Linked DNA regions of Muntiacus reevesi: region 1 is linked to region 2. The links are chromatin contacts, called in public Hi-C maps. All regions are on one chromosome and are shown on one strand. The core of a region is the stretch at or near the end of the contact, and the rest is flanking DNA. Distances in the headings are between cores, read along the strand shown.

Evidence for each region. A called contact is a pair of places that touch in the nucleus more often than the background predicts.
Region 1: a contact with region 2 is called in a Hi-C map of muscle, with 5 times the contacts expected there. The contact joins the promoter of OMA1 here to the promoter of MYSM1 in region 2. A contact is called at or near these places in 2 of 3 Hi-C or Micro-C datasets (blood and muscle).

The regions. Positions count from the first base shown.
Region 1 is chr1:146,598,552-146,605,043 of mMunRee1.1, reverse strand. OMA1 (OMA1 zinc metallopeptidase) reads right to left here and starts at 1,355. Exons shown (of 9, transcript XM_065928898.1): 1 at 1,260-1,355.
Region 2 is chr1:146,467,661-146,474,886 of mMunRee1.1, reverse strand. It overlaps MYSM1 (Myb like, SWIRM and MPN domains 1), which reads right to left and starts at 1,507. Exons shown (of 19, transcript XM_065912112.1): 1 at 1,423-1,507. The coding sequence starts at 1,487.

The DNA.
Region 1 (6,492 bases), core at 106-2,605, 130 kb before region 2:
AGAATCTGGGCTTACATATCCTCTTCAAAGAACTGCAGCAGGTCAACAAACATAGCTGGCAAACGTCTAGGATTACTAAATTAATGATGTGAGAAAATTAAACAATCTGGATTGTTAGCCTCTAAGAACATTTCAGATCCTTAATTCTTTAAGTACCATCTCAGAATGAGCAAGTACAGCCCTCACTGGCACTCACAGCTGAAGCCTAGAAGACAGTTTTAACAATTCTGCTGAAAATGACTATTTCTTCTCTAGTTTCTATGGCAACAGCTGTCAGATCGGCAAAAATAGGACATGTACTTTAAAATAATCATTCAAGCAAAGAACACACATGATGGAAGGCTTAAAAAAATAATAATAAATTGGAAGGCAACAAACTTGGTTCTTAGGCTTCCAAATGTCAGACTACACCCTTTCACCACAGCTGAGAATGATGGATATGAACCCAAATCCTTTTAGTGAGGGTTTGGTTGCATTGGTTGGAATCACTACAGCTGATTAATCCCTGAATTCTCAATGAAGTATTTTCATTTCCCTGGACTAAAATTTCTCATGCACATTGTAACTGTTTCACTTTACACAAGCAAGAGACATTATTTAAAGAGCACAAAAAGTGAATTTTGTAGACAGGTTCATGAAGAAATTGTCTTAATACCCTACAGCTGTTCAGACAGGGAATTTCCTATGTTTCACTGGGGTAGGTAGGAAAACTCTTCTCTACTTTTAAGAGTGAGGAAGTAAAAGAGGTTTGAGTCTCAAGATGCCTAAACCGGCTGGAATCGGTTTTCCACGGGAGAAGGTGTCACTATGAGGCACAGGATACTACGTTCATTAGAAACACAACTTTAAAAAAGGGTCCCTTAAACGAGAAGGCTGGGAGAGGGAGGTTATCTTGCCGGAAAATGCAGCCACCTGTCTATTTGCAACTCCCGCGCTGCACGGTAGCGCCCTGGAGTCCCTGCAATTCACACCAAGAGGGGACCAGGCGGGAGAAGGAGGCTTCACTCCCACGTCCTCCTGTCCTCCTGTCCCGCTCGCCCCTCTTCCCGACTCCACACGCAGCCCCCTCGATTCCCGCCCGGGCGCCCCGTCGTCCCTCCCCCACCCCAGGCCTCGCCATCCCCACCCCGCCGGGTCCACAGGGTCCTCGCTCCGCACCCCATCGCCCCTCAAAGCTCTCTCCGCCCCAACTCCAGTACTCTGTCCCCTCCCCGGGGCCCGGCCCACTCTACAGCAAAGGCGTCCCCACCAGGACAGACCCCAGCAGTAGCAAAAGCGAAGAGTCCGCCGACCTGACCTACGCGCACGCGCACACCCCGCCAGAGAAGCCCGGCCTCTTCACTTCCTGCCCTCGGCCAGGACCGGGACGCCGTTTGCTCCGCCCACACCGGGCCGTCAACACACCCGCCCAGGTTCGTCCTCCCAGAGGGCCGGGGTCCCGGGTGAACTATGGCGCTCTAGTGCCCCCGCGTGGCTGGAGGAGGGACGTGACTGTGGGCTAGGCTGCTTGCCTAGGAACATCACTAGCGTGATCCAGGCCAGGGTGTGCCCGCTGTAGATACGGCCTGCTGTGCTGGCCGAAAGCAAAGTGATTCGAAGGCTACCCAAACGCTAAGGTTTTTTAGTTCAGAAGTTGCACTGGTAGAAGTAGTCTTCGGAGTGTGAGAACTGTCTGCTTTCACATGGCGCGTTTTAAGGAAGATGAGGGATAATCTGCAGCATCTGGAAGTTAGTTGAAAATAGCTGGCTACAAAGCGATGTGTATAGTAGACTTCATTCATTCCACCAGAGAATACTCACTGAGCACCAAGTGCATTCTAAGTACCAGGGATACAGAGAACAAGACAGAGACCCTGCTTTCATGGCGCTTATGTCACGGTGAAGAAAGGGACCAGCAAGTGAACAAGTAAATAAGCAAGATACCAGATAGGGAGAAGATACTTTAATTCCAAATGTAGTCTGTTATATTTATATTCTATGCACAGTGAAGAACATCTTAAAGGAGAGAAACACTATTTTTAGGTATCACTTTTAGAACATTTTAAAATAATTTTTTTCTTTTATCTTGCTGGCCTGTATTTTATAGCTTGCCTTTTGCTTTGAAGGAACTATGTTGGCATATTTCCGACCACTGGTTCCCTGAAAACTGAAGTGGCAGTTCCCTGAATCTTCACAGATTTACCTCCCACCCTCTGAAGAGCATGTTTCTTACCAAGGTTTCCAATATACTAGCCATCTCTTGCTCATTCTGCCTGATTAGCATCATGTCATCAGTGAAACAGGTGTGGTGTTCTGGGGGATGCCCAAGTGGTCCAGATTCTGTATTATGATGGGTCGCAGAGCTGACACGATGGCTGTGATCAGGGCTCCTACATGGTTCAGTCTGCAGTAGTTTGTAAGCCATCCTCCTGGTTTCTGAAGGGGGCTGACAGGCAAACTAAATGGAAACATGACCATTTAAGGGGCGACCATTCCTGCATCCTTTAGGTTGTTCATGGTAGCATTAATTCCACTGTCACCTCCACATGCCCTTGAATGAAATATTGGTTTTAATTTATTTTTTCAACTTAATAGAGAAGGGATTGTTTCAAAGGTGTTCACTTGGACTTCCCCACATGAGAACTAAAGGCCAAGAACCTAATGTGCAGGCTTGCGCCAACTGCTCGATTTATATTCCCAGTTATGAATTCAAGAGTTTGGGGAAATGGGTGGGTCTGTAGGCTCAGGGACCCATTGTAAGCTCTGTGTTATCAAGGACTCTGCTCATTACCTGACACTCAGAAGCCCCTTTCTTACAGAGGAGCCACGGGAGTACTTTATATTTCTGGGTAACAAGATCCTTTCAAATTCTGAGAAATATCTGGGTGTTCCTCTTTCCCCAGTATACTTGTCTCAGTGTTGCAGGGTCCTTCTTCCCAGGGACCTAGCCACCTCCTTTGGTCAATGGGTTCCATAGTCTGGGTCTGAAAATTGACTCAGATATGAGAATTAAGCAAGAAACATGACTTTTTATTTGGATAACCACACTGAGACTCCTCTTCCTCCATTTGTGTGTTTTCCTGCTCATAGATGTAAGCAGAAACCAGTTGGCTGCCCATTTATAGAATGTAATAGAATAGAGCCTAAGATCTTTTCTGTATGATTAGGCCCGTGGAGCTTTTACAAGACACATGCATATGCCCTTCTTGTGGTAAGGACCACCAAGGTAACTGTGGTCCCAACAGTTCTGAATAGCCCATCCTTTCCTGACTCAGTTGAAGTGTTACTTTTGATACATACTGCTGCTGCTGCTGCTAAGTCGCTTCAGTCATGTCCAACTCTGTGCGACCCCATAGACTTCATAAATACCTGCATCTGTTTCTGGACTTTGTGTTTGTTCCTTTGGCCATCTGTTCTGGTACTGGTATACAATTCTAATTATTCTAACTTTACAATGCATATTTTATTTTCAAATATTTTCTGCCTCTTCTTATACATTTGACCTTGAAGATGAACTTTGAAACTTAAGTCCTCTCTATCAAAAGTGCATTGAGATTTTGGTTTTGTTATCACTGTTGTTTTTAAGTTTATATTAATTTTGAAAAAAAAATTATATCTTTGCAGTGTTGACTCTATCAGTCGAGGAAACTGGCATGTGTCTCCATTTATACAGGTCTTCTTTTATGTTCCTACATAAAGTTTTACAGTTTTCTTATATGATAGGTCAAAGCAGTATTTTTTTAAAGGAACTATAAACTTTGACTTGTCTTAAAATTACAGAATCTCAGAACTGGAAAGGACTTAAAAATCATCTCATCACCCCACTCAATCAAACAAGCAAAGATATGGGGTATATTTTGGTGAGGGTTTTTTTTTGACATGGTCACATCATATTACATGTATTTTCTGTGACTTCAGTTTATCACTTGAATAGCAAGTCTTGGAGAAATTTCTGTGTAGATGCAGATAGATCAAGTTAATTCATTTAAATCACTGCGTAATGTTTTATGGAAATGATATTGCCTCATTTATTATTCCCTTGTTGTGGGCATTTAGCTATTTCTATTGCTTTGTTCTTACAAAGAACTCAGTTTACAACTTTGCACGCTAACTAAAATCAAAGTTCCTGAGTCTAGTGCACACAACCAGTGCCTACAAAGTCCCCCTCCTCAAAGTTACCACTAGGTGGCACAATGCCTCTCAAAGGCTTTTTTTCTTTTTTTTTTTTTTTGGCTGTAAAGTGTCCTTCAGTTCTGTTCAAAAAGTATTTATCAGATGGGTATTGTATACTAAGCACTGGAATTTTGCAATACCCCAATTTCAACAGAATAAAATCATCACTTCAAAAAATACTTATTGGACTCCCCTGATGGTCTAGTGGTTAAGAATCCACCTGCCGATGCAGGGGGTGTGGGTTTGATCCCTGGTCTGGGAAGCTCCTATATGTGCAGAGCAACTAAGCCCATGTGCCACAACCACTGAGCCCGCGCTCTGGATCCTCCAAGCTGCAATTACTGAAGCCTGCATGCGTAGAGTCTGTGCTTCCACAAGAGAAGCCACTGCAATGAGAAGCCCATATGCCACACCTAGAGAATAGCCCCCATTCACTGCAACCAGAGAAAGCCCACGCACAGCAACAAAGACCCAGCACCACCAAAAATCAGTCCATCAACAGTACGGTGTTTTTTAAAATTCCTTATTGAGTGCACACTATGTGGTGGGCCCTGCGTAGGTCTGAGGGCTCCAGGGGAAATGAACGATCCCCAGCTATTCTTCTGGACTCCAGCAATTCCCAGAATAAAAGAGGGGTCATGATAACATGGTACACATTTATTTCTAAAGCTCTGGATAATTCTTTACACTTTAGGTCAAAAGACCAGGCAGCAGATTCTCAAATAATTTGATAAGGTCTTAACTGTGTTGTGAGATGTCCATGCTTACTTTCTCACGCTCTCGTACATGCTATCCTTTCTGTGTGGAATGTTGTCTAATTTGGGGTTCCCTCAGAAGGAGACCCTGAGACAAGACATCAAATGCAAGTGGTTTATTTAGGAGATGATCCCAGGAAGTACCAGTTGAGGAGCAGAGAAGTGAGACAGGGAAAAGAAGGGAAGCCAATAAATGATGCATTAACAAACTGGTTACAGATGGAGTCAAATGAAGCGGAGTTTCTCTAATGAGTATGGGGGTGCTATGTAACACACACTCAGAATTTTCCCAACCGAAGGATGAAGTTGCTTGGTTATTTATTTACCAACTCCAGCCAGTCACTGGGGGAAAGTTGTCCTGAAGCTGATTAATTCTCTGCACTTCCAGCCTCTTGCATATGTTTCTGGGAGGTCCAGAAGCCTCAAGCAGAGGAGTTCAGATGCTGATTTTTGCAAGTATAATAAGCATGTGCAGAAATACACCTGTTAGGCCAGGCAGCAACATCCAGGGAGGTATAAGTGGGCACCACTAACATCTGCTACAAATGTCTTTTCTACTGTCACCCAGCTAATTCATTCTTTAAAACACAGGGCAGAAATCACCCTCCCTGGCAAGTCCTGCATGCATATGCAGTAAGCCTGGTGAGTTGGTCCACTTTTCTGTGCACCAACAGCACTTTGTTCTCGTGTCTTTCCTACTAAGAGACTGTAAGTGGCTCTGAGATCCAAATTGGCTCCTGACTCCAAATCCCAGGCTGAAACCACTAACATGCTCCCACACAAGTGAGCCCCTTGGATGTAGAGACACAGCTGCAAGCTCTGCCTCTGTCTTCATATCACTGTCTTCTCTGTGTTCCTGTGTCCTCTGTTCTTACAAGGACACCAGTCATTGGATTTAGGGCCCTTCCTCGGTCAGGATGAGCTCCTCTCAAGAGGAGCTGTTGCTTTTGTTTAGTTGCTCAGTTGTATCTGACTCTTCGCAACCCCATGGACTGCAGCACGTCAGGCTTCTCTATCCTTCACCATCTCCCAGAGTTAACATCACCAAGAGGAGTTAACATCTACAAAGACTATTTCCAGTGGAAATTTGAAGGAGGAAAACATTCTGTGTGTCTCTTGAATTAGTAGAATAAGAGACAGAACTGTGGGTGGCCCTGTTGCTCTAGATGAGGAGGAAGCTGGCCTAGAAAATGATGCCAAGTCATGAGCATGATAAAGATATAAAGAGAGAAACAGAAACCTGCATTATTTGAGCCCTTGGATCCAGCCATGCGTGAAGCTAACACTTCCTCTTCACCTTCAAGTTACATGAGTTAACAAATTCCTTTTGCTTAACTACTTTGAGTCACTAACACCAGCAACTGAAACAGTTCTTACTTACTAATACAATCAAGTACTACACATCTAATTTCTTCCTTGATGGATCTGCTTTCCCTTCTCTTCTTATACCTGACAAAGTCCTATTTATCCTTAGATCTCAGTTCAAACTTTCTGGAGTAGACCTTCCCTAAACTTCCCCCACCTCCGCCCCAGATTACATCAGTTCTACCAGATGGATGTTCTCATAGCCTGGCGCTCCTTTATC
Region 2 (7,226 bases), core at 258-2,757:
CTCTCAGATAATCTTTAGTGTTTCCAAGGGGAGTTCATCTCTTGAACTTCAGGTAAGAATCCCTCACACTTATTTCATACACTTATTGTGGAAAGTAAACCAAACCATGCATGCAAAAGCACTTGGTCAAGATTAACTTAATCTACACAAATGTGAAAGATTGTTATCAAAGGCTTTCTGTTCATTTGTATAGACTTGTACTGTTTTGCCTAACATTTGAAGGAGACTTAGTTACTCCTCATTTTTATAGTGTTTTAAATTCAGGAAAACTTTAAAGGGCTCTATTTCAGTCCCTCATGGGCAGGGTTGGTGCTCTTCTTCACAATTTACAAAGGTGCTATTATTAGGTTGGATCATGTGAAATTGTTATTTTATAGGTCAAAAATGGCCTAAGCCTCACAATTTTAACCTGGCTCAATGTAGCGACTTCTAATGAATCTGTTCATAGTTATAAGCAACATAGCTGGCTGAGTTGAGAACTAAGGTCTTCTGATCCTGACCAATGTAGGCCTCTTCTATTACTAAAAGAGAATTCTGAAAGCACATCTTTAAAACCGCATGTATCGATTTCTTTCTCTGCAAGCAAGGAGTCAAACAGCTAGATGTCTCAAGCTGGAGGCTGCTTTCTAAAAATCACACTGGCCTGCTCTGCAGGAACTGGTACTAAATGGTGACCTCGCACTGGGTCCTCAAAATACCATCCGTGGGTGGGACGGTAAAGAACACAACACTTACAGAGCACCTCTTACACTAGAGCACATCCCCAAATTATTTCATTTGATCTTCACAATAACCGTATGAGGTACATAACATGATAGTCAGCTTACACATGAGTTGTCTGAGGCCCAAGGTCACACTGCTAGTAACTAGCAGGGTCAATACACAGCTGTCCAACTCTTAAGTCCCACTCCTTTCTTTTAGATCACGCTGCCTGTCGGGAAGTTTTTCACCACTGTCCCTACCTAAATGAGGAAACCAGAGGCTAGTAGAGATAAAACGACAAGCCCAAGGTCACACGGCCTGCAAGCGAGGGAACAAGAATTCCTAAGCTCGATTCCGTCCAGGGACTGCCCTTGTTCTAATTATTTTTTGGGCGGTGACAAAGGGGCGGGTTCTGGGGTGGCAGTAAGGGAAGAAGCAATCTAACCGCTTAAAAGTATACAATGTGCCAGGCGCGATCAGCGCCCTCACAGGATCTCGCTAAAAGGGAAGTTCCACGCTAGTCTACGGTACCCGCCCTCTGGGTTCAAGAGGAGCCAACAAACGGGATGGGCGAGGCGCGCCTCTCTGGCCGGCAGGAGACCCTGGCCCAGAGGATGGTTTTCCACTCCCCCGGCCCTTGCCGGAACCGCGGCCTTTATAGGGTACCTCCTCACAGCCGTGCACTCCCTGGTCTCAGCAAGCCCAGTCTCTACCGCTCACCCAGACTGTGCCGCCGCTGGCACTACGTCCCCTTCGATATCCACATCCGCCTCTTCAGCCGCCATGATGGGACCTGACCCCAGCCGTCCTCCCGAGAGATCCCGCGAGAGGTGGAGGGCCTGAAGGCGGGGCCATGTACGTCAAGGGGCGGAGTCGACGCCTAGGCCAGCTCCTTCCAAGCTGGGGAAGCGGGGTTTCAGAGAAAAGAGGCTAAGGAGTTCTGGAGTTCGATCCTTTTGGCTTTTGTTGAGGAGTAGCTCAGTGCTAAAGAATCCGGTTGCGATAGGCCAGTTCGATCCCTACATTGGATCCTCTGAAGTAGGAAATGGCAACCCACTTCAGTATTCTTGCTGAGAAATCCCATAGACAGATGAAACTGGCAGGCTACAGTCCATGGGGTCACCCGAAATAGTCAGGCACAACTTAGACTAAGCTTCAAAAAAGCCTTGGCAAGCAGCCCAGGCTTGGGATTTGAAGAGATTCTGCTCTTGCATAAATTCTTTGGCGCCTCACTTCTCTGATTTGTAAAATGTAAAAATAATAATCTGCTGCTGCTTAGTCCCTCAGTTATGTCTGACTCTTTGCGACCCCATGGACAGAGGAGCCTGGTGGGCTACAGTCCATGGGGATTTCTCCAGGCAAGAATACTGGAGTGGGTTGCCATGCCCTCCTCCAGGGGATCTTCTTTACCGTCAGAGCCATCAGGGAAGACCTAAAATTTTTATCTCGAGTGCTGAAAATATCAAATTAGACCTACTTTGAACTGTGAAAGTGGCAACAGTGATCCTTACCTGCTGATTTTCTTTCCTTTCTTTTTTCTTCTTTTTTAAGGAATTATTCAGTACTTATTGAAGTGCTGAGCATCTGTTTTATTTTAAAAATTAAGGATATAAATTATGATTGCATATTTTATTTTTTAGAGATCTTTACAATTAATTAAAATATCATTCTCATGACCGTTGATCTTCACAATTACACAGTGAGTTAATCAGGACTGATATTATCAGTCACAGTTCTACAGATGAGGAACCTGAGGCTCAGAAAACTGAAATGACTAATGGAAAGGATAGATAGCTGGTCAAAGACAGCTGGGAGCAGAATCTAGGCCTTTGGACTTTTTCCTGAGTGCTTACCCTCTATACATCATTTAGTTGGGAACTGTGAAAGACAAATGCCATTTCTCTCAAAGAATTTATGGTTTTACAAGAAATTAGATATTGGTCTTATGTATTATTCTCCCTTACCGTCTATCACTTGCATTATTGTAGCTGTTCATTCACTTGTCTGCCTCCACTGTTAGTTGATGAAATCACTAAGGACAGCACTGTATCTAGTAGTCTTTGCACTAGTCCTTATCCTATCATCATTCAACAAAGTGTCTGACACACAGTAGGTGCTCAATAAATATTATACTGATGAATGAGTCAATCAATTCATGGAATGAGTCCTCTTCCGACACTGTCGTGAGTTTTTTCCATCTCACTTTTCTTTATGCTCAAGCCATAGATGAGCTGTATTATGAATGTGACGACAGAAGATGAGGGAAAGTTTTTCAAAGAGGAAGATCCGATGTCCAGTGCTCTGAAACTGTATAGTGCCCCATCCTTAGGTCAACCTGCAGATGCTTTGTTGTTGTTTAGTTGCTCAGACATGTCCAACTCTGTGACCCCATGGACTTTTGCATGCCAGGCTTCCCTGCCCTTCACTACATCCTGGAGCTTGCATGAACTCATGTCCATTGAGTCGGTGATGCCATCCAACAATCTCGTCCTCTGTTGTCCCCTTCTCCTCCTGCCTTCACTCTTTCCCAGCAACAGGGTCTTTTCTAATGAGTTGACTCTTCACCTCAGGTGGCCAAAGTACTGGGGCTTCAGCTTCAGCATCAGTCCTTCCAATGAATATTCAGGGTTGATTTCCTTTAGGATTGACTGGTTTGATCTCCTTGCAGTCCAAGGGACTCTCAAGAGTCTTCTCCAACACCACAGTTCAAAAGCATCCATTTTTTGGTGCTCAGTCTTCTTTATAGTCCAACTCTCACATCCATACATGACCACTGGAAAAACCATAGCCTTGACTAGATGGACCTTTGTTGGCAAAGTAATGTCTCTGCTTTTTAATATGCTGTGTAGATTTGTCATGGCTTTCCTTCCAAAGAGCAAGCGTTTTTTAATTTCATGGCTGCTGTCACCATCTTCAGTGATTTTGGAGCCCAAGAAAATAAAGTCTGTCACTGTTTCCATTATTTCCCCATCTATTTGCTATGAAGTGATGGAACCGGATGCCATGATCTTCTCTTTTGAATGTTGAGTTTTAGGTCAGTTTTTTCCACTCTCCTCTTTTACCTTCATCAAGAGGTTGTTTAGTTCCTCTTCGCTTTCTGCCATAAGGGTGGTGTCATCTGCATGTGAGGATGCTTTACCTGTTGCCAAAGGACTTATCCAGTGACCAGTTCTAGTGGTAGCTGGCATGCTTGTAACAGAGTAGGCATTCTGAGGTATTTGTTGGATGTGATTTATGGTAAGTTAGAAAGATGGGCATGCCCAGATAATCAAAAGAATATAGATGCCTTTTATCGATCTTTACATAGCAGGCCAGATGGGAACCTTGGATAATCATGATATCAAATGACGTAGACCATGACACAGAATACCATAAGGACAGCATCTCTTGCAACAGGGAACTGAAGGCTTTCTGGCCCAGTGCCACCATCAGTAGGCATTAAAATATACGTGGAAAGAAGGAAAAGAAGTCCTGCACAGAACGCAAACATGCCCCAAGGCCTCTAGATGTAAAGGCCTCCTAAATAGGGGGACTAGCCTGAAGCCTCCCTACACATAACCCACACTATGCTCCTACTTTGCTGACTTATGTGAAACAGGTTCTGTTAGGCTTTAGCCCAACCCCAAAGAATCCACCTGCAATTCAGGAGCTTCAGGAGACATGAGTTTGATCCATGTGTCCAGAAGATCTCCTAGAGAAGGGCATGGCAACCCACTCCAGTATTCTTGCCTGGAGAATCCCACTGAAAGAGGAGCCTGGTGGGCTACAGTCCATGGAGTCACAAAGAGTCAGACACAACTGAAGCAACTTAGCACTCATGCATGCACCTACAAAATACAGCTATAACCCCACATGTAACCTCAGTGGATTCCTGAGGCCCCGTCTATTATTTAAAATTCCTTGTTCTAGAGTTCTGAAAAAAAAAAAAAAAAAAAAAAACACCTCTGCAATTTGTTTAAAGACCTATTTTCTCACCCTTTTGAAAATAGAATAAAAAATTCAGAATTCACAAATACTTATATTCCCACTGTACTCAGTTTTAGAGAAATGGCATTAAACAAGATGGACTCATTCACTGCTCTCATAAAATCTACCAAACATGCAATTTCAAGATGATGTAATAAGTTCTATTAATACATTCTCCATCCTTCTAGGATCAGAGGGGGTGGCACTTATCCCAGAATAAATACTCTCCTATACCACATTTTTGAGGATATTGATTAGTTAAAATTTGAAAGGATTGCTCTAGATTCTAGGGACGACAAAACAGAAGACCCTGTGCTAATGTGGAGAAAGAACCAATAGGAAAAAATTAGAAGAAGTTGATACTCACACAGAGCTTAAAGACAGGATCTGAAATGGTGAAACTGTTTCTGGTAAATTTAGCTATATCTTCCTTTCCCCCGACAAAAAAGCTCAAGAGTAGTTATAAGAATACAAAAATAAGTAAGCCAGACAAAGACAAATATCATATGATATCGCTTATATGTGGAATTTTTAAAAAGATATAAATGAAGCTATTTAAAAAACAGAAAAAGACAAACACAGAAAACAAACTATGGTTACCAAATCAGAATGGTTGGGGAGGGATAAATTAGGAGGTTAGCATACACACAGTACTAGATATCAAACAGGTAACAATTAGACACTGCAAAATAAAGGATTACTGAACTTGAGCATATAATCAAAGAGCTATCCAAAATGAAGCATACAGAGAAATGAAAGCACTTTTAAATAAGCAGAAAAGTCAATGAGCTATAGGATAACTTCACACTCAGTTCAAGGCTCTGAAAAATGGATGGTAGGGATCAGGAAAAGTATTTGAAGGAAAAAAAGGAAAAATTTTCCAAATTTCAGGAAAACTATAAACTCACATATCCAAGAAAATCAAAGAATTCTAGGTGTTAGAAAACATAAAGAAACTATACTAAGGCCCACTGTAATCAAATTGCTCAAAACCAGTGATAGAAAAGCAAACTTTTCAGAGAATAAAGGCACATTCCCTACAAAGGAAAAAACATAAGAATGACAATAAATTTCTTGTCAGAAACAAGGAAGCAGGAAGAAAGTAAGCCAACATTTTAAAATTACTGAAAGGAAAGAGGCAACTTAGAGAACTATATATCTAGTAAAAATGTCTTTTAAAAATTAAGGCAATGTTAAGCCTTTTTGAGATACAAAATCTGAAAGAACACATCATCAACCTATCTACTACAAAAAATGTTAAAGAAAGACATGATAGAAAGAAATGAAGTGATATGGCAGAAAGAAATGATAGTTGGAAATCTGAATCCATGTAAAATAAGGAAGAGTACAGGGAATGGTAACGACATGGTAAATGTATAAGATTTTTTTCTTTGTATCAAAACCATTAGTGTCATTTCAGGGGTCTCTGAAGAGCTCTGATACCCTTGTCTTTATATCTCAGCGCAGAGAAGAATTGAATGAGAGCAAAGCGGTATATAAAAAATGATTTACTAGAACAGGAAGCTTGTAAGGCTTACACGTGGGTGGCTAGAAATGCCACACCCTGAGAACTTACTGGGCTACAGTTTTACAATCAAAGAGAAAGTAAAGAGAGGCAGAAGACCTTCTTTGTCTTTCTTGACCTTCTTTATCTTTCTTTTTTGGGGTGCTCCAAAATCATTGCATATGGCAACTGCAGCCATGAAATGAAAAGACGCTTACTCCTTGGAAGAAAAGCTATGACCAACTTAGACAACATATTAAAAAGCAGAGACATTACTTTACCAACAAAGGTTCGTCTAGTCAAGGCTATGGTTTTTCCAGTAGTCATGTATGGATGTGAGAGTTGGACTATATAGAAAGCTGAGTGTCGAATTGATGCTTTTGAACTGTGGTGTTGGAGAAGACTCTTGAGAGTCCCTTGGGCTGCAAGGAGATTCAACCAATCCATGCTAAAGGAGATCAACCCAGAATATTCATTGGAAGGACCGATGTTGAAGCTGAAACTCCAATACATTGGCCACCTGATGTGAAGAACTGACTCATTGGAGAAGACCCTGATGCAGGAAAGATTGAAGGCGGGAGAAGGGGACGACAGAGGATGAGATGATTGGATGGCATCACCAACTTAATGGACATGAGTTTGAGTAAACTCCAGGAGTTGGTATGGACAGGGAGGCCTGGCGTGCTGCAGTCCATGGGATCGCGAAGAGTTGGACATGACTGAGCGACTTCACTTTCACTTTTCACTTTCACACACTGGAGAAGGAAATGGCAGCCCACTCCAGTATTCTTGCCTGGAGAATCCCAGGGACGGGAGCCTGGTGGGCTGCCGTCTACGGGGTCACACAGAGTCGGACACAACTGACATCAGCAGCAGAGCGACGGAACTGAACTGAATGTTTTCATCATCAGCTCCTCCTCCAGGTTGAGAAGGGGAGTTCTCTTGTCCCTTTGTGGTCAATCTAGGTCCACAAATTACTGTTTTTTATGTGTGTGGAGAGCATGTTCTAGGAATCATTAATGTACTGAGCTCACTGGACAGTATGTGGGTCTTA